Regions from separate parts of the Mus musculus genome. Here all the other regions are linked to region 1. A link is a contact called in public Hi-C, HiCAR-type, HiChIP or PLAC-seq and promoter capture Hi-C data. All regions are on one chromosome and are shown on one strand. The core of a region is the stretch at or near the end of the contact, and the rest is flanking DNA. Distances in the headings are between cores, read along the strand shown. Region 1 holds the start of Tbc1d22a (TBC1 domain family, member 22a). Region 2 holds the start of Plxnb2 (plexin B2). Region 3 holds the start of Hdac10 (histone deacetylase 10). Region 4 holds the start of Selenoo (selenoprotein O). Region 5 holds the start of Pim3 (proviral integration site 3). Region 6 holds the start of Alg12 (asparagine-linked glycosylation 12 (alpha-1,6-mannosyltransferase)). Region 7 holds the start of Zbed4 (zinc finger, BED type containing 4).

Evidence for each region. Promoter capture Hi-C pulls out the DNA fragments that hold promoters and counts their contacts. Hi-C and Micro-C count contacts between places; a contact is called where the count stands out from the background. HiCAR-type assays count read pairs that join an accessible place to other places. HiChIP or PLAC-seq counts read pairs in DNA pulled down with a chosen protein or histone mark. Capture Hi-C pulls out chosen DNA fragments and counts their contacts.
Region 2: a HiCAR-type map of astrocytes shows a contact between it and region 1, with 4 times the contacts expected there. The contact joins the promoter of Plxnb2 here to the promoter of Tbc1d22a in region 1.
Region 3: a contact with region 1 is called in a Hi-C map of B cells, with 5 read pairs. The contact joins the promoter of Hdac10 here to the promoter of Tbc1d22a in region 1. A contact is called at or near these places in 3 of 39 promoter capture datasets (cranial neural crest, embryonic stem cells and pre-B cells) and 1 of 484 Hi-C or Micro-C datasets (B cells).
Region 4: a contact with region 1 is called in a promoter capture Hi-C map of liver, with 3 times the contacts expected there. The contact joins the promoter of Selenoo here to the promoter of Tbc1d22a in region 1. A contact is called at or near these places in 1 of 115 datasets of contacts at active chromatin or transcription factors (large pre-B cells) and 1 of 9 other capture datasets (liver).
Region 5: an H3K27ac HiChIP or PLAC-seq map of acute myeloid leukemia shows a contact between it and region 1, with 21 times the contacts expected there. The contact joins the promoter of Pim3 here to the promoter of Tbc1d22a in region 1. A contact is called at or near these places in 3 of 39 promoter capture datasets (the C10 cell line, embryonic stem cells and hippocampal neurons), 5 of 115 datasets of contacts at active chromatin or transcription factors (acute myeloid leukemia, astrocytes, epiblast stem cells and 2 more) and 1 of 9 other capture datasets (embryonic stem cells).
Region 6: a contact with region 1 is called in a promoter capture Hi-C map of 3T3-L1-derived adipocytes, with 6 times the contacts expected there. The contact joins the promoter of Alg12 here to the promoter of Tbc1d22a in region 1. A contact is called at or near these places in 5 of 39 promoter capture datasets (3T3-L1-derived adipocytes, the C10 cell line, cranial neural crest and 2 more), 2 of 115 datasets of contacts at active chromatin or transcription factors (astrocytes and large pre-B cells) and 1 of 9 other capture datasets (embryonic stem cells).
Region 7: a contact with region 1 is called in an H3K27ac HiChIP or PLAC-seq map of acute myeloid leukemia, with 11 times the contacts expected there. The contact joins the promoter of Zbed4 here to the promoter of Tbc1d22a in region 1. A contact is called at or near these places in 7 of 39 promoter capture datasets (the 3T3-L1 cell line, the C10 cell line, the HPC-7 cell line and 4 more), 7 of 115 datasets of contacts at active chromatin or transcription factors (the 230-238 cell line, the SCID.adh cell line, acute myeloid leukemia and 4 more) and 1 of 9 other capture datasets (embryonic stem cells).

Annotation. Positions count from the first base shown.
Region 1 is chr15:86,212,780-86,215,938 of GRCm38.p6, forward strand. Tbc1d22a (TBC1 domain family, member 22a) reads left to right here and starts at 1,680. Exons shown (of 13, transcript NM_145476.2): 1 at 1,680-1,857. The coding sequence starts at 1,796.
Region 2 is chr15:89,179,192-89,182,350 of GRCm38.p6, forward strand. It overlaps Plxnb2 (plexin B2), which reads right to left and starts at 1,597. Exons shown (of 38, transcript NM_138749.3): 1 at 1,474-1,597. Dennd6b (DENN/MADD domain containing 6B) reads right to left here. Exons shown (of 20, transcript NM_027081.3): 20 at 3,022-3,159.
Region 3 is chr15:89,127,218-89,130,376 of GRCm38.p6, forward strand. It overlaps Hdac10 (histone deacetylase 10), which reads right to left and starts at 1,483. Exons shown (of 20, transcript NM_199198.2): 1 at 1,173-1,483; 2 at 968-1,102; 3 at 705-801; 4 at 377-474; 5 at 169-273; 6 at 1. The coding sequence starts at 1,231. Gm46530 (a long non-coding RNA gene) reads left to right here and starts at 1,322. Exons shown (of 2, transcript XR_001781738.2): 1 at 1,322-1,976.
Region 4 is chr15:89,087,541-89,090,699 of GRCm38.p6, forward strand. Selenoo (selenoprotein O) reads left to right here and starts at 1,498. Exons shown (of 9, transcript NM_027905.3): 1 at 1,498-2,125. The coding sequence starts at 1,569.
Region 5 is chr15:88,860,598-88,863,756 of GRCm38.p6, forward strand. Pim3 (proviral integration site 3) reads left to right here and starts at 1,597. Exons shown (of 6, transcript NM_145478.2): 1 at 1,597-2,155; 2 at 2,241-2,350; 3 at 2,444-2,494; 4 at 2,582-2,951. The coding sequence starts at 2,071. It overlaps Gm33049, which reads left to right. Exons shown (of 3, transcript XM_006521646.3): 3 at 1,236-1,909. The coding sequence ends at 1,883.
Region 6 is chr15:88,817,600-88,820,758 of GRCm38.p6, forward strand. Alg12 (asparagine-linked glycosylation 12 (alpha-1,6-mannosyltransferase)) reads right to left here and starts at 1,719. Exons shown (of 10, transcript NM_001142357.1): 1 at 1,659-1,719. It overlaps Creld2 (cysteine-rich with EGF-like domains 2), which reads left to right and starts at 2,047. Exons shown (of 10, transcript NM_029720.2): 1 at 2,047-2,235; 2 at 2,332-2,414; 3 at 2,930-3,040. The coding sequence starts at 2,113.
Region 7 is chr15:88,750,266-88,753,424 of GRCm38.p6, forward strand. It overlaps Zbed4 (zinc finger, BED type containing 4), which reads left to right and starts at 1,446. Exons shown (of 3, transcript NM_181412.3): 1 at 1,446-1,537.

The DNA of each region.
Region 1 (3,159 bases), core at 430-2,929:
TGTGGTTGCTGGGATTTGAACTTCGGACCTTCAGAAGAGCAGTCGGGTGCTCTTACCCACTGAGCCATCTCACCAGCCCCATAGCACCCAATTTTTAATTTCCATTCTCCTGCCTCCCTCTTGAGAAGCTGGGCCATAGCTATGTACCACTAAAGTTTTATTTCAAAGAGCTCTCGAGGCAGTGCTAGGACATGATTATTAATCTTAGTTTTGCTAGGTCTCTCAAATTCTAAGGATTATTAGAAGTAGGATTCCAAGGAGAAGCCAAGGCTATGTTCCATAAGTTGTGCCTGAAGGGGTCACCTAGGACCTGTTGACATTGTCCCTGGTATTTCCTGAAGTTTCTATGCTTGTGTCAAAAGGGATTCCTAGAGAGCCCGGTATTGTCATCCAGACAGCAAACATTTGGGATGTACTATTTCAGTTCCTAAGGCTCCGGCTGTGCAGGAAATGAAGAGGAACAGGTGCCACCCCTTTCTGCAGAGTCAAAGTGGAGTCAGGTAGCTGCTGCAGTCTAAAAGGAGCTGCAGAAGGCTTTACTCTTAAAGAATGGGAACAAAGTTGAGATACAGGGCTCTAGGCCATTGACCCTGCTCTGAGTACTGAGGATAAGTCTGGCATACAACTGGGCTAAGCTATATAAGGTTCTTTAGTGTGATTTCTTGCATCCACCATGTGCTAACCCAACACCACTTTCAATATGTCTAGAAGTCTGGGTCTTGAGAATATAGTCAGGGCCTGGGTTAAACAGGAAGACCATATCAAAAGCAGAAAAAGTGCACGAGACAGCTGTCGTGAATATGTTTCTCAGTAGTAAAGGCCACAAGTTGGCATTACCAGTGTTTCACTAAAGCTCCGGCCTGAGATGCCAGCCTCTCACCCTTGAGTCTAAGATCATAGAAATTTTACACCAATCACGTAAGTAATTTCAAGTAGCTACACTACACAGCAAAAAGTGAAAGTAAACATAACAATATATTCTACAGAACCCAATATATATAAAGTATCATTTAATGTAAACTTATAATTAACATTTCCGTATTAAGATTTTTGGATCTTGAATGTATCTTACAATTAAGCACACTTTACTGCGGTCTTGGAAGCACGCAAGCGCCGGCAAGATGAAGTCTTCGTGTCTCCGTGCCTATTCGTTTTTCAGCTGAAGCCCAGGCAGATCCCCGCCATCGCTTCAGATGTGCTCCGGTGGAAGTCGCTTCCTTCACCTCACTGTGCAGTGTTTACTGATCCGGGGTCAATGCCCTGGCGATGAGGCTTGGACCACACTACAGCGGGAGAAGCTCTCCATCCTCCCGCTCGCCTGTCCGCCCGCAGCAGGGTCCCGATCTGCCTGTGCTCCTTCTGGTTCTCGGTACTTGCTGGTTGGCTGCGAGCAAATAAGACCGACTCGGACCCCAGACGCACGCGGCTCCGGAGTTCATGGCCGGGGATCAGAGGCCGGGATCCAGAGACCTCAGTCCGTGCCGCTCGACCCGAGCGCTCTCAGCGCCGCCAGAACATACGCAGCTCGCAGACTCCGCTTTCCTCCCTGCGCTACAGCCACGCACATATCCCAGCGTCGCCTTCTCATGGCGTCAAGCACTGCCCGAAACGAAGGCGGGACTTCCGGAATCGCCGAGTCACAACTTCCGGACGGAGGCGGAAGCGCCTCTCGGCTCTACGCTTCGGAGTCCTGGTGTCTCTGAGGGGGCCGCCGGGGCACAGGAGAGGGCCGCTGGAGGTGTGGCCGACCGCTCTCGGGTGTCAGGGTTGCGGATCTGAGGGATGAGGAGCGGCCATGGCCAGCGACGGGGCCAGGAAGCAGTTCTGGAAGCGCAGCAACAGCAAGGTCCCGGGCAGGTGGGTGTGACGGGGAGGACCCGGTCGGGGTCAGGGGTCAGAGGTCAGGTGGCCGTGCTGTCCCGTTGCAGTGCGGGTGGCGTAGGAGTCTGGGGAGGAGAACCTGGCTCCTAGGAGACTGTTGGGCTATGTGAGGGGCTAGGGGAGTCGGGGTCGGCAGTGGGCGTGTGGGAAATGAAAGGTGACAGTGGCCGTACCAATGAGCAAGGAGGACGAGGAGCTGCCCCAAGTGCTTCCAGAGCCTGGCAGGCAGGTTCTCTCCTGCGAAACTCCATGACTCCCTGGGGAAGCTGGAAGAAACTGACCCAGGTCATGCCCTGGAGAGTTTGGTTGAGTCAGGAAACTGGCCAGGGAGAGGCAGTGCCTGCAGGGGAGGTCGGTCTCTTCGGGGTGCATAGTGGTTTGAGCACTTGGGTTTTCGTCTGTCACATGTGGGCTGATGCTTTTCCTTTGAGCGTGGAAGCGCCTTGTGAATTTCTGTGGTCCCACCTTCTGGCCTCTGGACACCGGTCTTTTGACAGCAACAGGAAACACAGAATAATAATAAAAACACCTGGGTGCAGTCTGGAAGCTATCGAGCTCCAAAGTCCTTCTGTGATTGGTTATGTGGCCTGATGCCTCTCTAGGTCTTAGGGAGTGAAGAGACAGTACCCGGAAATGTATTTCAGAAAACTCCATCACAAGATTTCAAACATAGTTTATTCTGTTTTCTAGCCAAAGTCTCAGATATGAAATTTAAGATTCTAACATTAGCCACCTCTCCAGTCCTGAAGGTTTTGACATTGAGGTAACTTAAGTAGAACCATTCGTGAGCTCGGAAAATGGTCTGTCTTCCTGTGCTTCCTAAGAGACACCATTGTGTGAATGTTAAATTTGTAAACTCGGATATCCACTGTATTCAACCACAAAATGTGCTTTTCAAAGTGGCTGGGGCTTGGCACGGGTTACTGACTGCTGGGCCACAGTGACTTGGGAGATGGAGGAAGTCCTCAGAGGTACCCAGACACTGTATTTTTTACAGGACCTGGACTGGGCTTGCTTGAATAGTTAAGAACTTTTATAAAAGCTATTATTATAGTTTATGATGAGTAGAAGGTCCTACTGTGACAGGGATAAACACGTTGAGCCTAGTGCCAGATAAACAGAAGCATGTGGCAGTGTGACTTCTGTTGTTGCCTTCACATCTCGAGACTCAGTTCTTCTTCTTCCTCCTCCTCCTCCTCCTCCTCCTCCTCCTCCTCCTCCTCCTCCTTCTTCTTCTTCTTCTTCTTCTCCTCCTTCTCCTTCTCCTTCTCCTTCTCC
Region 2 (3,159 bases), core at 347-2,846, 3.0 Mb after region 1:
CTTCTGCTTCAGCCTGCTCTTTGGGTAGCTGGACTCGCTGGACTCGGCTGGATAATCCAAAATAATTCCTCCTTGGCAGGCAGCCCGTGGGGGAGGGGGGAACTCACATTCCAAACTCTTGTTTTTCTAAGTAACTTCCCTCAGATCCTGGGGCTAGAAACCTCTGGCCAGTCCTCAGGCCTCCCCACTTCCATGGGAGGGTGTGAGCGACTAGGTGGCCGAGGCTCTGTAGTCTACCTGGTGATTAGTCTTCTCGAGCAATTTCCATACAACACAATAAGGTTTGGCACATTCCACAAAACAACTCACGCGTTGGCTCTACCTTCCTAGGAACTTCACCTCCTGACCAAAGAGCAAGGACTCATGCTAGCGACAGTCCAACTTTCTGATGACATTCCCTATGTTCCAAGACAGCATCCGGGTGTGGGATCAGGCTGACAGCTCCCACCCTCTAGGTGTTTGTGAGCAGTCTGAGAAATTCAGCTTTAAAATCATCAATACAAATTGAAGAGAGACGTTAGAGGGGGGCACTCCCCAAGGCAAATGAGGGCCCCCGAGGGCCTCCGTTCATCAGAACGTGACACTGGCTTTGGGACCTGGCTTCAGCTACAGTTCTGACCACCACCACCATGGTGGCCATAATCCGATCTCCCTTCCTGCCTTCTCCAAGGAACTAGAAAAAGGAATTAAGTGACGTGGCCAGAAACTCTAGGATTCTTAGGCTCAGAAGACCCCAGATAGAAAGGACCCACCCACACACAAACCTGCCACACAGCAGGAAACAGAGGAAGCAATGAATCTCCCTTAAGAAGGTATATGGAAGTGAAGGACTGGACTGTGTAAAAGCACCCACAAGTTCTAAGCCCTCTGAATCCTAAGTGTCTCTCCAAACACCACAACAACGAACTACACTAGAAACTTGCGGAGATCTTGCCGGGAGGCGTGGGGCCTCACCAGGTACTACTACTGAGTGTTAGTTCTCTCTGGCTCTTGTTCCCTGTCCCAGAAGGTGTGGGCACTGCTTTGGTTGAGCACCCCTGTAAAAAGCCCCAGCAGAGCCCAGCGTCTGAGCAAGCTTAGCTTGAGAACTGGGGCCTGGAGGTCCAGCACGACAGAGATGACTTGCTCTGGTCCATCGATTCGGTAGGGACGCCGGCCGTGAAGGAGGGTTTGAAACTACACCGGGTCGGGTGCAGCTCCACCGGGTCGTGGGAACCCTGCCTGCCAGGACAGTCTCCCAGCATCCCAGCGCTGAGGGCCTCGTCGCCAATCGGGGAGGCAGGAACAGCCAGGCCCAGCCGATTGGAAAGACAGACAGACGCGGGGCAAAGACGCAGGCCCGCGTCGCCCTCCGCGCAGCGGCACTGCCCTAAGACCCCCGCGTCCGGGGGCGCAGGCCGAGGCCGAGTGGCGGAGACGGCGAAGCCTGGGCCTGCGCGACGCCCCCACAGTTCCCGTCCCCGAGTGCCGTACCTGCTCCTCCGCAGCCGTCGTTCGATGGCGCCGGGGCCGCGCTCTGCGTTGCGCTCCGGCCCGCGCGGCTGCCATGGAGACGGGCCTTTGTGTGGCCGAGGAGGGGCCGGAGCGCGCGGGAGCCGCCGGCCCCGCCCCCGCCAGGGGAGAAGGAGGGCGGGGAGGACAGGGGCGGGCGAGAGGGAGGGACGAGACTAAGGGGTAGAGGGTGGGAAGGAGGGGCGGCTGGCGTCCCTAGCGTACCCCGCGTTTCCCTCGGCTCAGAGCCACTTATGCACACCGCTTTGCTTGGAGATTCGCGCCCAGTAGCAATCCGCGCTCCCTGCCTGCTGCAGTCTCGTCTCCTGGCACCAGTTCCCCCGCACCTCCCACTGCCCCGTCATCAGAGGAGTTCGCTCAGGCTGGGCACAACCCCGGGAGTGCCCCAGGCCGAACTGAATGGCGCACGCGGCCCGGCACCAGTGGGTGGCTTCGCCTGGGCCAGATCGAGGCCTCAAGTGTCTTCTTGGAGATGGGCGGGGCGCAAGGAACCGCACCACCATTGGCAACAGGCGGGACCACGCGCTCATCCCGTTCCCGAGGGTGAGGGCTGCTGAACCTTGATTCTTTCTTCCAAATCCTAGCCGCTCTGTTCTCCTTATGGAATGTTCTACTCTCCTTCCCGGCCCCTTGGCCTTACCGACCCCCAAAATGTCTATAGGGTAGGACAGTACCGTAGGGTTCCTACTTCAGGCCTTGAAGTTGTGGTGGCGATCTCAGGACAAGGTTTGGAACTAGTCCCCAAACCCCAGCTCATTCATGTCTACCCTGGAATAGCTGTCTCTTCCACCCCAGATTTGCTCTCCTTTTTAAAACAAAAAAAACTAAAGATGTATTTATTTATTCATTTTATGTATGTGAGTACACTCTAGCTGTGAGCCTTCATGTGGTTGTTATGAATTGAATTCTTAGGATCTCTGCTCGCTCAGGCCCAAAGATTTATTATTATACATAAGTACACTGTATCGGTCTTCTGACACACCACAAGAGGGCGTCAGATCTCACTACGGGTGGTTGTGAGCCACCATGTGGTTGCTGGAATTTGAACTCGGGACCTGTGGAAGAGCAGTCTCTTACCCCCTGAGCCATCTCGCCAGCCTCCAGATTTGCCCTCCTTGAATACCGTCTGCCTACTTCCTCCTATTTCCTCTGGCATCTCTGTGGAGAGCCTTTTGGGGTGCCCGTGACTGACTGAGCCAGCTTGGAACAACATCTCCCCAGCTTTGGAGATCTGCCCCAATTCTTATGTCTTCCCCAACCTGAAAACTTCACAAATCTGAGGACTTCACTGTTTCTTTAAGGAAGTTGAACTTGCCCCATCTCAAGCAGCCAGGCTTGGTTGAATCACCTTCTCCCCTCCACCAGCAACCCCGCCCCCTCCCCCCACATACAAGAGACTCCAAAATATTCAGTGATTTCAACACTACGGCCCCCAACACACACACACAACTCTAAAATATCCAGTAACACAGCTGCAAACTTTGTATCAAAAATATTAAAAGACAAGTATTGTATAACAAAAAAAGATATTTTAATAACAAAGTTGTGGGAAGGCCAGTATTCTGAACTGAGTAGGGCTCAAAATAGAAAAGGCAGGAAGCTGGAGGGTAAAAGAGTCCTCCTGTCCTTCCGGTCTGTCCCTGGGGC
Region 3 (3,159 bases), core at 233-2,732, 2.9 Mb after region 1:
CCTAAATTCGGACAGTACTGGGGATTACTGGAAGTGGCTGCCTTTCCACCTTTAGGCTAGGAGCTCAGCCAGGAGTGGAGGGAGCTGGGTGGGACCTCTTAACCACCAACTCCACCTCTTCCTATTTAGTTTGGGTCCCCCACACTTGCAGGTCAAGCTTGGACACACCTCTGCAGCCCATATTTCTGCTTGGCATGTTTGGCTGCTAGAGCCACATTGTTGAACACACAGAATCCATTGGCAGCTGCCCTCTGACTGTGGTGCCCTGGAGGCCTAGGGTGTAAAAAAAAAAAAAGGAAACACCGGGCATGTCAGAGTCATTCTGTCCCCTCACAGGGTCACACACAGACAGCTAGGGGAGGAAGGTGGTTCTCACCTCACCAGGGCAAGCCCATTGTGCACAGCTCCTGTTAGCACAGCATCGACCAGCTGCAGTGCAGCCCCCGCTGCCAGCCGGGCACAGTGAAAGGTGTCCTGTGAGCCAGAGTGCAATTGAGCCTGGGACCTGACCTGCTTGTCCCAGGTTGCAGGTTTCCCACTGCTGAGCAGACAGGGCTGGGGCATTGGCAAGCAAAACATGGTAGGGTACGGTCATAAAGCATAAACAAGGAGACACTGGCAGGTGAGCAGACTTGGGTGTGAATGCACCTAGGCAGGCATATGGACATAAATCTGGGTGAATGGGCGTGTATGCTGGCTCGCACCGGGTGAAAGTAGACAGCATTGTACTGCTTAGACAGTGCGTGGAGCTCCTCTTTATCCAGGGTCTGGGTCTTCTGCACCAGGGCTATATATTCCGGGCTGCAGATCAGCAGGCGGGCCACCAGCAGGACAGGAAGGAAAGGAGCAGAGATTCCTGGTGGGAGTGCCCACCCAGTAATCCCTTTTAGCCCACACCACGGTGAACCCAAGGGAATGCTAGCGGAGCTATAAAAGGTTCGGGTCCCCAGATCTGTCATAGTCTGACCTGTGCACCAAGCCCAACTCTTCCTCTGATGCCTCACAAGCTGACAAACACAGGCACCTTTCTTCCAGGCCACGCTGCCGCAGGCCATCCAGGGCAGCTGTCAGGCGCTCTGGGCACTCAATTTCGCACTCGGGGCTGGAGCAGACAAGGATCTCAGTGTTCAGGGTTCCCTCCCGGCCCCCTACTTCTGTCAAGACACACTTACTCATCCCAGAGCAGTCGAGTGGCTGTCATGTCCTCGTGGTACACAAGTGCTGTGCCCATAGCTACACCGTGGTCACTTTGATCCGCTCTAACGCAACACGCCCTCTGCCGGCAGGTAATTGCACTGCCCGGTCTCACCTAACTATGCACGTAAACAATCCTCACTCGGGACGAACTGGGTTGTGCACGCTGGACCTGGGCAAGAGGAAACCACCCCAGGCCCAGGTCCGGGCTCAAGCCCGCCCGATTGTCAGAAGAGAACCGCTGGAAACTGAACTAAGCGTGACGCCAAACGCCTAACTTCCGGCTTCCTCTTTTACAGACTCCGGCCCGCCCCTAGGCGAGATTAGGGTGGAGTAGACCAAAAGGCTGAGCTCCCCTGGGATTGCGCGCGCTCTGTGTGTCTTTCTCTCTCTGCCTCTCTTTCTCTCATTGTCTCTTTCTCTTAGGCTGCAACTTCAGTGCCACCGACAACTACGTGTGGCGCGGAGCCTACGACCAGTACCGCCTCCAGTGTCCTTCTTGAAATGGATAGGAAGACAGGGCTGCCTGTCCTCAGGCCATCCATAGCTACAGCCGCAGCTATGCTTCCTTCTTGCCCCCAGCATCCTCCTAGCCTAACCTGGTAGTTTAGGCCACAGAGTCAGAAATGCCAACTGTCAATCACAACCAATTTGCCTGCTCCCGCAGGTGAAAGATGGAGAGGAGAGAAGTGAGCAGGGTGTGTATGTGAGTGCCTGCGGGGGCTGGCCTGGGCTGGATCAAAGCACTGAACTTCCAGAAGGGACTGACAGAAAGGCCACAGGTAAGAAAGAGGCCACTGGAATAGAAGAGTTATATAAGACGCCAGGCCAGCCAGGAAAACTGCAGCACAGTGTGAGGCTAGGAAGGGTAGAGGGTTCTGAGCAAGGAAGGGTGAGGAAGCAGGGAAGGGGGCCTTAGGAAAGGAGGAACAAAGGAGACATGAGCTCAAATACCAGCTAAGACTATACATATATATATATATATATATATATATATATATATATATATATATATGTATGTTTGTATGTATATATGTATATATATATACACACACACAAATAAACACACACAGATATATACACACATATATACATACACATATATACATACATGTATATATACATATATATGTATATACATATATATATATATACACACACACATTTCCATAGTCCAGCCTTGTCTCCAGTTCCGAAATGAGTGTTGGCATTACAGATGCCTCAAGATGGGGGGAAGGGACAAGACACACCCCCAGGATGATGAGGGGAAGGGGGCAAGGCTGCCGCTGACGTCTGTGATAGGAACACATACAACTATCATGTACAGGGGAAACCAAAGAGCCCTGGAGTGGTTAGAAGTAGGTGCCCTCTGCCATACTCAGGAGTTGGGAGTTCAGGCAAGGATTTTGGAGGAGCCCAAAGCTTCTCCATCTTCTAAAAGCCAATTAACTACCCTGGTTTATGTATATTGTGGGGTAGGGCATGAACTGAGCCACACCTCTGTAACTGGGTGAAGTATTTGAAGCCTTGGACCATGGTTATCACAAGGGGATTCAGGCAGTGGAGCCATGGTCATGGCATCTCCTCTGACAAGATTAGACTGGGCAAAGTGTATTTGCCCAGAACTTGTCAAATGAAGGGAATGAAAGACCTCACCCTTATGTCCTGCCCTGTCGCACCTGTCCTTGGGACATGAGGAAGAACATGGACCATCTAACCAGCCCAAGTGTGGTCTCGTGTCTAATGGCTTGCAGATGACAGTATGGGTTCAGGGAGGCTGCCAGGGAAATGCTGGTAGAGAGCTAAGACCTTCCTCACTAGAAGTCTGGACCATTGGAAGACAAATGCTGCAAACTCAGAAAGAAGGAGGCATCCCTCTATCTGGGTCTTAACATCATCTTCCCCACCATCCTCCCTTGCATCAGTCTCCAGACCTCCTGCTCAGACTCTGAGCCTTAAGAGTAC
Region 4 (3,159 bases), core at 248-2,747, 2.9 Mb after region 1:
TCACAGAAAACAACACCTACCCACCTTCTCACCGCCCATGCAGAGGGAGAGGGGATTTGACAGTGATCGAACAGCTCCAGGGCCACATTTGGGTTCATTGCAGGATTTTTGTTTTTCTGTGTGTGGGGGGAGGGGGGGAGTGGATTTTCTTGTTTGTTCAGTTTTTGTTTTGTTGAGAAGGTTTCTCTGTGTAGCCCTGGCTGTCCTGGAACTCGCTCTGTAGACCAGGCTGGCCGTGAACTCAGATCCACCTGCCTCTGCCTCCCAAGTGCTGGGATCAAAGGCATGTGCCACCACATCTGGCCTCATTGTAGTTTTAGAAGCCCACTATGGCCCTAGGAAAATTTCCAGAGATGAATTCTTGAGGTGTAGAACTGAAGAAAGGCTGAAAAGGAGAAAGACTGCCAGGAAGGAATGCGTGCATTTGTGCTCAGAGTCTCCTGTTTGAAACTAACAGGTTTTCCTGAGCACTGGATGCTGCCTACCTCTCCACCACCAAGATCCATAGCCACCTAGATTGCAAGTGACAGGCACAGAATGGAGAGAGAAGGAAATGCTATCACTTCAGGGAGAGATGCTGTGTACAAGGGAAATACAACTTGAGGCACCAATAGGGAAGGACTTGGGGACAGAGGACCTAGCATGCATGCAGAGCCAGGTTTCAGATAGGCTCAGAATCCCAGCTGGAACCATTGCCCAGCCAAATTATTCCTGTAGCAAATCTTGGGTGGCCAATTCCCACCTAGCCCATGGATCCCAAGAATATTACCAGGACTTCTGGCCCTTCTCTGGACAGAACAGATGAGGAAAAATTGTCCTAGTGGCAGGGCACTGCATATTCCACATTATAAAAACATATTTGTACTTTATTTTAAAAAGGGATCTACACACACACACACACACACACACGTTAATAGTGTCATATAAACAGCTGATGCAGGACTCGGGTTCTTAGTGTTTGCAAACCCTGCTACAGAGAGGAGATGATGGAGAGCAAAGCATCAGCACCATAAATCTAAGACAAGATTGACCAGAGAGGCGAGAGTAAACTTTGAAATGACTGCCTGGCTTTGTTTACTTACCTATATAATCGGCTGGATAAAGAGGAGATGAAAGACACATCTTTAGGATGCTAAACTACTGTCTTAGATTGTTAGCTGTCTGAATAAAACAGTCAAAAGATTCCATGTCTGTTTCTATGCATGTGATGGACAGTACCACTCAAACCCACAGCACCCAGGGAATGGCCTTGGCTTCACCTCTAGTTAAGGGGTGAGGGGGCCTGGTAGTTTTTTAGGGACATCACTCAGCCTGTAGGCACACTTGGAGTAGTCCAGTCTGGCATATGTCACCTGGGTGGGAGCTTCGGACCTCGGCTGGCCTGGTGCACAGGTGCCAGAAGTTAAACAGCATCTTAGGTCCACCCTCTGCGACGGCTCGTAGCCTGGAAGTGGACAAACGAGAGGCGACCAATCAGAACCAAGCTTCTGGGCGTGCCTCCCACCAGCCCCTAACTGGGTGGGGGAAAACTTCCGGTCGGGGCGAGCAGGCTTCCGGCGAGGCGGCGAATGGCCTCTGTCAGGGCCGCGGTCGGGGCCTCGCTCGCGGTTGCCCGAACCCGGCCACGGTGCGTCGGTCTCGCGCTTCCGTCGTCCGCGCCCCGGTCCGCCTGGGCTGCAGCTATGGAGCCCACGCCGCGTTGGCTGGCAGGGCTGCGCTTTGACAACCGCGCCCTGCGTGAGCTGCCGGTGGAGACGCCGCCGCCTGGGCCGGAGGACTCCCTGGCCACCCCGCGGCCGGTGCCCGGAGCCTGCTTCAGCCGTGCGCGGCCGGCCCCGCTACGGCGGCCGCGCCTGGTGGCGCTGTCAGAGCCCGCGCTGGCCTTGCTGGGGCTCGAGGCCAGCGAGGAGGCCGAGGTCGAGGCCGAAGCTGCGCTCTTCTTCAGCGGCAATGCGCTGCTGCCGGGCACCGAGCCCGCCGCGCACTGCTACTGTGGACACCAGTTCGGTCAGTTCGCTGGGCAGTTGGGCGACGGTGCCGCCATGTACCTGGGCGAGGTGTGCACAGCGGCCGGCGAGCGCTGGGAGCTGCAGCTCAAAGGCGCCGGCCCCACGCCCTTCTCCAGGTGCGGAACTCCCGGAGAACTTCCCGGAGGCGACACCCTTCTGCGCGCGTGGGTGAAAAGGGAAGGTGCCCAGTGGCGCTTTCGCCCGGGTAGGGACAGCCCTACGTCCAAACTCCATGAATGGTTAGGACCTAGGTGGAGGAAGACAAAGAAACTGGCAGGGAAGGGCCGAGTGGCAAGAACGGGCTTACTCTCTGGCTGACACTCAGAGAGATCTCTCTCCATCTGCCAATTCTGTCAGGTGGAGGGGACACACCTCTAATGGCTGTCCGATGTGTTTTCAGAAACACAACGCGGACTTTGGAACCAGTTCCCCGAATGATACTGTTTGCTGAACATCTTGCCCAGAGTCTAGTTTTCAGAAGCAATGCATTGGGCTGGTATCCAGACCTATTATCTGGAACCATACTTAAACAGTATGCTTCCTCAACTTGCCCAGCCTCTAGCAGACTCTACGCACTGTCTAGGGACTGTGGGCACAATCCGTTCTTATACCCACCTTCTCTGTGACCATTCTCCCAAGCCTGTCAGTTCTAATCGTGCGCGCGCACACATGCACCCACCCACCCACACACACGAGTGGATAGTTCTTGTTTTCCAATGGAGAGTACCACAAGTGTCCAATACAGTCGTGGATCCAAAACCATACAGGCCCAAAGGAACAACTCTTCTTCCTCCTCCTCCTCCTCCCCCCCCCCCTTTTTTTGTACAGTGGTGTTTTGCCTGCATGTGTGAGAGTTGAACCCCTGGAACAGGAGTTACAATTGTGAGCTGCCATGTGGGTGCTGGGAATTGAACCTGGGTTCTATGGAAGAGTAGTCAGTGCTCTTAACCACTGAGCCATCTCTCTAGCCCCAAGGAACTCTTTAAAAAGAAAAACCAGAAGGGGGGCATCAGATCCCGTTATAGATGGTTGTGAGCCATACAGATGGTTGCTGGGAATTGAACTCAGGACCTCTGGAAGAGCAGCCAGTGCTGGGCCACATCTCCAGCCCAAGGAGCTCTTCTTAATTAAGTCCTGCCACCCAGGTACA
Region 5 (3,159 bases), core at 347-2,846, 2.6 Mb after region 1:
AGCAAGTTCCAGGACAACACAAAGAAACCCTGTCTTAAAAAACAAACAAACAGGAGAGAAAAAAAAAAAGAAAAGAAAATCACTTGGGAGCCGGTTGGTGCTGGTACACACTTTTAATCCCAGAACTGGGGAGGCAGAGGCAGGAGGATCTCTATGGGTTTGAGGCCAGCCTGGTCACATGCTGGGTGAGGGTCTCTAGGGAGACACCAGGGAACCCCAGCCATTCTTCACCATTGAATTTACTACCCACCTAGACAGTTCTCAAGGATCCCTCCCTCCCTCTCCCGAAAGACTGGGGTCCAATACAACCAGATTGTCCTGGCCAGGAGGAGCACAGGCCCTGTTGGGTTCTTAGCTGGTCCTTTGAAAGCACCCACAGGCAGACAACCCCCGCCCCTCCCCCACACCTGAGCAGGTACCCTGTAAACCCTGCTGATAGCTGGTATGGAAAGCTTTGTTCTTGGCAGATGTGGTCAGCTCCTGGAAAGCATGTTAGGAGACAGCCAGACAGAGCTCCAAGAACCTGAGACCTATTCCGAGGGCCTGAGTGTGTCCAGACTGTTGAGGGTCTAGGCCACAAAGACAGAAAGGGGGTGAGGAAACCAGGTGGGCCCCAAATAGTGTCAAGGCAGTAGGCGCCTCAGAAAGGTTCCAGAGAGAGAAAGTGTGGATTGCGGTGTTAGTGGAGGAACATGGATAAGCCAGTGGGAAGCCAGGCTCCAGATCCCCCAAGTAGTAGCAGTTCAGGAACGACAGTTGAATCGTTTAGACATCAAACTGAAGTCCAGGGAGCAATGGCTCTCAACTCATTCTCACCCAGCTATGACAGATGACAACTCCAAGTCCTGGGTTGCTCTTGGGTCAGTGACTTAGCCAGGGGTCAACAACAGTTGAGTCTAATTTCACTGGTGTCTTAAGGTATAGGTAAAAAGGACACAGGGAGACTGCTGTAGGCTGTGTCTACTTGAGCTGCTCAGGACGGAACTATGGGCATAATAGTCATCAACAAAGGACCTTTGGTAGTTGTGAGCAGCTAAAGGGACACTTTGTCAGATGGCCTTAGAGCAGAGGGACAAGTTCCCAGGAGGGAGGATCTAGGGTTTAGGAGGCTCTCATAAGTACCCAGCTAGGAGCATGAGATCTGAGCCTAGCTGATGGGCGAACACTCAAGGTGTGCTCCAGGGAGCTGAGGCTGGGTTGAGAGGTCTGAGGGCAATGCTTTCTCTGTCGCCCAGCCACGTGCGCATCGTGGCGCGCGAGCAGCGGGTGACGCACACAGAGCTAGTGTCAGCGTAGGCCTCAGGGCCGCACGACTGTCCTCCCGGACTTCCGCTTCTCAGAGGGGGCCGACTCCTCGCACACCCCCAGCCACAAACGCCCACGAAGAACGAGGGAACAACACGCGTAACTCGCGGAGCCGGAGAGTGACCTTCCTCAGCGCGGCCTGGGGGGCGAGGCTCGGAAGGCCCCGCCCTACGCTGCCATTGGCTGAGTCCCCGTGTCCTTTCAAAACCTCGATTTTCATTGGCTTATGCGGCCCCGCCCGCGCTGCCGGAGACATAAGGGGGCCGCCGCCCGCGCGCGAGCTGCGCGTGCGCAGGGCGGGTGAGAGCGCCGTGAAAGCCGCGGAACGCCGTGCACCTCCGCGACTCTACTACGGCAAGCTAGTCCGGACGGGTCGTCGTCCCCGCGCGCCACCAGCCCTTGGTGAAACGACAGGGAGCGTCCGGCTTCCCCAGCACCGCCCTGCGAGACTCAAAACAGCCACACCGCAAAGCGAGCCTCGGGCGGAAGGAGGCGGAGCTTCAGGCGGCCCCGCCTCCGCGGAAGGATACACATCTCCGTGGTCCAAAACCCCGGGGCGAGGCGGCCGGGGCGTGTGAGCTGCTCGGCCAGCTGCCGTCTACGCGCTTTCGCGCGGCCACCGGGCAACTGCGCCGCGCGGCTGCCCCGCTGAGCGCTCGGCCTCGGGGCCGTGGGATCCGCCGCGCTGTCTGCGGTCAGGAAGACCGCCCTCCCGCGTCCTTGCCGGACGGGTCAGAGGCGGCACCGCACGCGAGGCCACCCGCGATGCTGCTGTCCAAGTTCGGCTCCCTGGCGCACCTCTGCGGGCCTGGCGGCGTGGACCACCTCCCAGTGAAGATCCTACAGCCAGGTATGTGTGGGGACCAGGGAGGGGGCCTGGGCGGGGGCCGGGGGGTGGCTTTGGGTCATCATCAACCCGATTGTTTGTCCCACAGCCAAGGCTGACAAGGAGAGCTTCGAGAAGGTGTACCAGGTGGGCGCCGTGCTGGGCAGCGGCGGCTTCGGCACGGTCTACGCGGGCAGCCGCATCGCCGACGGACTCCCGGTGAGTCGTGGCTCCGGGCGCACCCGCGTGGACGATCGCCACGCTCGGCCGCCCGTCTGACCGCTCGCGTGTCGCCCCCTCTTTTCCCCGCAGGTGGCTGTGAAGCACGTGGTGAAGGAGCGGGTGACCGAGTGGGGCAGTCTCGTAAGTATGCGGGTGCGGGGCGTGCGGGTGCGGGGCATGCGGGTGTGGGTTGCCTTGGCTTTGTCCGATGACCGCCTTGTCCCCCAGGGCGGAGTGGCCGTGCCCCTGGAGGTGGTGCTGCTGCGCAAGGTGGGCGCGGCGGGCGGCGCGCGCGGCGTCATCCGCTTGCTGGACTGGTTCGAGCGGCCCGACGGCTTCTTGTTGGTGCTGGAGCGACCCGAGCCGGCACAGGACCTCTTCGACTTCATCACTGAACGAGGCGCCCTGGACGAGCCGCTGGCGCGTCGCTTCTTCGCGCAGGTGCTTGCCGCTGTGCGGCACTGCCACAATTGTGGGGTCGTGCACCGCGACATCAAGGACGAGAACCTGCTGGTGGACCTGCGCTCGGGAGAGCTGAAGCTCATCGACTTCGGCTCGGGCGCGGTGCTCAAGGACACGGTCTACACTGACTTTGATGGTGAGCAGGTGGTGCGGCGTTCCGGCGACTGTTAGGCGGCCACGCGCCACGCCTGGCTTACGGGAGGGGTGGGGGGGACTGGGGACACCGGGGTAGCCCTCTGCGGTGTGAGGGCGCAGGGTCTGGGGACGGTGGGTGGCAGCCAGGGAGACCCGCGATACGCGCGTGACGCAGGGCCCCCGCCAGCCGCCTCGGCGCCGTGGCCCCT
Region 6 (3,159 bases), core at 469-2,968, 2.6 Mb after region 1:
CTGAAGCCCTGGGTTCGGTCCCCAGAACCGGATAAACCCCAGGTATGTAAATATATGTGTGTATCCCAGCACCTAGGGGGTAAGAGGCAAGAGGACTAGAAGTTCAAGGCCATCCTTGGTATTGAAAAGGATGGGGAAGAGGCCAAGCCATCGAGGGAGGCAGCAGTGCGAGATGCGTTGCTTCAGGGACTCCAACTTCGCTGCTTCAACTATCTGCTCTGCAGACCTTTGAAGGAAACCCAAGCTTTAGGGTGGGCTATTACCCACAGAACTCACCCGATCCTCCTCCTTCCTCACAGCCACAAAGGGGTGTGTGTTCTGCTGAGGACCAACAGCAGCTATTTTCTTTCTTTTTTGTTTTTTTGTTTCTTTCGAGACAAGGTTTCTCTGTGTAGCCCTGGCTGTCCTGGAACTCACTCTGTAGACCAGGCTGGCCTTGAACTCAGAAATCCGCCTGCCTCTGTCTCCCAAGTGCTGGGATCAAAGGTGTGCATCACCACCGCCCGGCTAGCTATTTTCAAAGACAACAGGAGACCAGGGTGAGCTGGACCGCTCAACCAGGAGCAGAAACAATACAAGGGAGTTATTCACCAGTACATAAAAACAACTTATCAGCCGGGCGTGGTGGCGCACGCCTTTAATCCCAGCACTTGGGAGGCAGAGACAGGCGGATTTCTGAGTTCGAGGCCAGCCTGGTCTACAGAGTGAGTTCCAGGACAGCCAGAGCTATACAGAGAAACCCTGTCTCAAAAAACCAAAAAAAAAAACAAAACAAAACACCTATCACAGGAATGGGGGCAGCTGCAGGGAAGAAGAGATGCTAATGGCTAAGCTCCAGGAGCCAAGCTCCAAAAAGCTATACTGCTCTTCTGAAGGTCCTGAGTTCAAATCCCAGCAACCACATGGTGGCTCACAACCACCTGTAATGAGATCTGATGCACAGAGCAAGCAGAGGTCGTAAATTCAACTCCCAACAACCAGATGAAGGCTCACAACCCTATGTACAGCTACCGTGTGTACTCATATACATAAAATAAACAAATCTTTAAAAAATTAAAAGCTATACTCTTCGCAAATGTGGCGTGGAGGAGGAGGGCATCTCAGATTAGGGGGTACCCTTCAAAGATCCTGTCGTCCCTGTCCATTGTGATTCCAAAGCTTCCAAGGGAACTGTGGGAATCATTCGTTCAAATTGTGGCTTTAACCTGGAAGTGTTAGCTGGTGTAGATGAACTTACTTGTAAACCAAAGACCAGACTAAACTGTTACTATTTATACAATCAGATGTTCTTTAAAATACACATAGTCCACATCTCCTCCTCCTCCTCCCTCAGGTCACTTAAAGTTCGGAAGGTCATTGTGAACTCACTGCCTGAGGCCCCTGAGGAAATGTCGACCACTGGGGCCCCCTCAACCACACTGAGCAGGACCCAGATGTAGAGCTCTGTTTACGGATGACAGCTCCGGGCGCCAGGTGAGGAGGATGGATGAACGGTCCAGGCCTCGGGCGAGATGTCCCGCCCCCAGGGACACGCTCAGCCTCTAAGTGACAGGTCCATCCCCGGGTTGAGGAACTCAAAGGCCGTCACGCGCGCTCGGGAGAACCCCAGCTTCGCCACCTCCCGCCCGAGTACACCAATCCCGGCGACGCGCGCTAACCTCTCCTCTCCGCAGGACCCCGCGGAACTGAGCAGACTGACCAAGGCAGGAAGCCGGCTGCGGAAACCGGGCCCGGAAGCCAAGTCTTTGCCCGAACTTGACATGGCCACCATTGCCCAGGCTGGCGACCGCAGCTGGCGCTTCCCGCCCGGAGAAAAGATGGCCACTCGTGGAGGGCGGGGCATGGGGACCCGATAGAAGATTACGGTTCTGCCTCATTCTCGCGGGACGCTGACCCGGGGCCTTCTCATTGGTGGCTTCTCGTGGCGAGCCTCAATTGGTCCACATCAGGCAAGGGGGATTCCTCCGGCCAATAGAAGCGCGCGGGGTGAAAGGTGGGCGGGGCCTCGGCGACGCAGTCAAGTAGCCCGGGGAACGGCCGGCGCGCGGGCCGGTGGGCGGAGGCTCAGACTCCGCCGCAGTTCTCGGTGGGTCGCCGGGCAGCCCTCCCGCCATGCACCTGCTGCTTGCAGCCGCGTTCGGGCTGCTGCTGCTGCTGCCGCCGCCCGGGGCCGTAGCCTCCCGGAAGCCGACGATGTGCCAGAGATGCCGGACGCTGGTGGACAAGTTCAACCAGGTGGGCGGGCGGCGGGGTCCGGGGCAGCGGCGCTGGGGCAGGGGCTGGCGGCGGGGTTCACGGTAGCCCATCGAGCTGGTGCCACCTCCACTACAGGGGATGGCCAACACGGCCAGGAAGAATTTCGGTGGCGGCAACACGGCGTGGGAAGAGAAGACGCTGTCTAAGTACGAATTCAGGTGAGTGTTCCCAAGAAGTGCGAGGATGTGCGGTCGCGGTCTGTGAATCGGTGGTCAGACCTTGGGGTCGGTGCAGACCACCGGCACACGGAGGAACCCCTTCGATGGTGGTGGACACCTGTCAATGGTCGTCCCTGCCTCTGGCCACTCAACTGGTCTGTGGTTTCCACACTCCCTACGGCCACTTCTGTGCGCACAGACACTGGAAGGCTTTTACACACACGCACACGGGCCTTTTGGAAACTCAGACTGGAGCCCCTCGCCCTCCTAGAGACTTCTGGCTTCCCTGACTAATGGAATAAGCTCCCTTTCTCATGCTGTAGGGATGGAGGGGCCTACCATTCCTGGGTCCGCTGCACACCCCCCGGTTAGCCTCCCCTTACTGACTAACCTTGCCTGTGGTTGTAGAGACTCTCCTCTTCGCTAAAGTAGTCTCTAGGAGGGACATGTGTAAAGTGAGCAGACTGGTGCTTTGGGGTGCTGGTGCTTTGGGGTGCTGACAGATTGTGTTTCAGTGAGATCCGGCTTCTGGAGATCATGGAGGGTCTGTGTGACAGCAGTGACTTTGAGTGCAACCAACTCTTGGAGCAGCAGGAGGAGCAGCTAGAGGCTTGGTGGCAGACACTGTGAGTGCCTGGGACCCTGTCTTCTGATCTCGCATTTTGCAGTATCTTCCCAGTAGAGAACCTAGAGAAGCAGGAAATATCCTACATCCCCATCCCGATTTACCCCTGCGCTGCCACCA
Region 7 (3,159 bases), core at 196-2,695, 2.5 Mb after region 1:
CCTGTGCAGGGCTAGGAGCACAGAGGGGCCATCTCCAGGTGAAGAGTTTGTGCAGGTGCTTCTGTATAAACAAATGGAAGCTCGTCAAGACTTTCCGGCTGGGCTGAGACATCCTAAGCTAAAGCTCAAACTCTCTCCTAGCTACTTTACTTGTTCTAGGCGCTACCCCTTAGCTCTATAGCTCAAGAACCCATGTCTCAACAGTTCTCCTGGGGCTTCGGAAATCCTTCATGAAGGCAGATGTTCTCTTTCCTCTGGGGTGTAGGGTACGAGGGGCATAACAAGGAGAGGAAGGTTACTGGGAAAAAACTTCTGTACCCTACGGGAACCTGCTAGCTGAGGACCTCCACCCAGGTCTTTCTGCTGTTCCCCATTGAGTCTCATATGGAGCCACCACCTCCACCACAAACATCAGCTTCCCTGAATGGAAGGCGAAGAAGACAGAAGCCAGGCTCAGGGTTCCACACCAATGATGACTTCCACCAGCAGTGCACTGGCAGCCCAACCACCTTCCCTTGAACTTAAAGACACAGAATCCCAAACCATGTCCATTGACCAGTGATGGTGAATCAGGGTAAGCAAGGTGTGACATCAGCACTCGACGCCTCCCCCGACCGCACCACCACCACCTCAATCACAGAAGGAAACTCCTAAACACGCAGAACAGGAGATGGGCGTAGGACAGAACTCCCGCATAAGAGAACAAGCTGTGGTCTAAAGTGTCATCAGAGAAGGACCTCTGGGATAAATTCCACCTGCAGAAATTACATGGTCCGCACAGGCATCTGAACTGGGGCGTTCAATGTTCAGCTCCTTATTTCTTTTACCCAAACATGGCCCCAGGCCCTGAGCAGCTAGCACCTGCTGTGTCTAGCCTCCACCCAAGGGCTACTGAAAGTGGTTGCGCGCAACGCCCCCGGAGAAGGCGCCCGCCTTGACCACAAGCCCGGAAGCTCCGCGGCCAGCCGTTGAGAGCGCAGGACCACCCTAACGGCCAAGCCCTAAGAAGAAACCACTGAGAACGCGCGCTTCTCAAACGCGCAGCAATTCCAACCAACCGCCGTGGCGACTGCGCCTGCGTAGTCTTCGGACCGAACGCCCGACAGGGCAGGTGCGCCAGACCGCGCTTGCGTAGTTTGACGGAGGAGGCCAGCGACCAGACCTCGTGTGTGTGAGACTGCGCCGGAGTAACCTGACCTCCGGAGATGGGGCGAGGGGAAACTGCGCCTGCGTAGTCTTCGTAGCTCCGCCCCGTTTGCCTAGCCGGGGCCCATCCAGCCGTACTCTAGGCATCCCCCCCCAAGGCGGGGCAGGTGCGCACGGACTGCGCTTGCGCACGACAGCCCCGCCCCGGGCCCCGCCCCCGACCCGCGCGGGGCCCTGGGAGGGGCGCAGCGTCCGGCGGCGTCGCGGGCGGCGGGGCTGGGGCGGCGGGAGGGGCGGCGGGGGCAGACAAAGCGGCTAATGAATGGGCGCGCCCGTCGCGCTGTTCGCAGCCCGCGGGCCCGCGCAGCGCAGCGCGGAGCCGGCGCCTCAGGTGAGTGCGCGCGGGACGCTCCAGTGGCGTCTTCGACGGCCGGCGCCGCGCAGGGGTTGGGGAACCGCGCCATTGTCCGTGCGCGGCGGGCCGGGTGGAGGCTGTGTCCCGAGACTGCGCCCGGCCCGGCCCAGCCCGGCCCGGCCTCTGACAGCTGCGCCTCGCGCCGCGGGCGGGCCCAGGCCGCGGAGGGGAGCGACCGCGGGACGCCCCGTGGGACCTTTCGTCAGGTGCCGGGCTCCCGCCACGTCGTGGCGTCCCCCAAGCCGGTGCCGGTGGGCGCGCGTGTCCAGGAAGGGGCGCAGGCAGGCGGCACGGCGGTGACACGGGTCGGTGTCACGCTTCTTGGTGCCTGCCTAGCTTGAAGCGTGTGCGTCTGGGTCTGACCGCGGAGGCTTAACGAAACTTAACTCAACGCTTTGGCTCCGTAGCGTCTTCACGGTCGCAGTACCTGCCGTCATTTTTTGTTCCTTTTGTCCTTTTTGGTGCGACCCACTCGCTTCTGCCCGGGATGGCTGCGGGTCCTCGCTCTCCGTCTGGAGGTTCTCACGAGGCTCCAGCGCGTCTTTTCAAGTCCCTGCAGCGCCGAGCCTCAGGAGGAGCGGCTGTCGCGGTTCTGGCGTTTGTAAAAAGGGAAGTCATTTGTTTTTGAAGTTAATTAGGATAAGATTAAGTGTAGTTTTTAAAAGGACACTTGTGCCTTCTGGCTTCGTAAAGCCAGTCAGCCAAGGCAAGTACATTCTTGTGACTTGGTAGGAAGAAAGAAATTTTCCCCTTTATATCGTGGTGATAAAAATTAATAAGACCAGGGAAATTTTAGTTTTGAGTTTTTTTTTTTTTTTTTTTTTTTTTAGTACTCTGAATAAACGTAGTTGCAAGGCACGAATTAATTCCATGCTAAGCAGAATTGAGAAGCTACAAGTTTGGCTCTACACCCTGAGGGAGTGGCTTGTGCATGAAGACATTGGTGCATGCTTTCTGTAATCTATATAAACTTTTTTCTATATAAATTTTTATATAGACTTTTTGTGTGGCTTTTATTTTCATGAGAAGATCTAGTTAAAAATTTTTTTGAATCTTTAGGAAGTTTCAAAGTCTCAGTGTGCTGATAGGTTTTCATCAATTTACACAAACCTAGACATATTTTGGAAGAGGGAACTTTTTTTAATCTCTTATTTTTAATGTTCATTGGTGTTTCACCTACAAGTATGTCTCTGAGGGAATGTTGAATCCCCTATAACTAGAGTTACAGTTTCGGTTGTAAGCTGCCTGTGACTGAATGGAATTGAACCCAGGCCCTCTGGAACTGTTCTTAATCATCTCAAGAGGAGCCATCTCTCTAGCCCCAGAAGAGGGACTCCGTTTTTCTTCTTCAAAATAATTTTTGAAAATTATTTACTAATTGGGTGTGCTTTGGTGTTCTGCTTGCATGTCTGTCTGTGTGAGGATGTCAGATCCTCCTGGAACTGAAATTATAGATAGCTGTGAGCTGCTATGTGGGTGCTGGGAGTTGAACCCAAGTACTTTGAAAGAGCGCCAGTGCTCTTAACTGTGGGGCCATCTCTGTAGCCCCAGAAGAGGGATTTTTTTTTTCTAAATAATATATTTTATGTGTGTTGGTA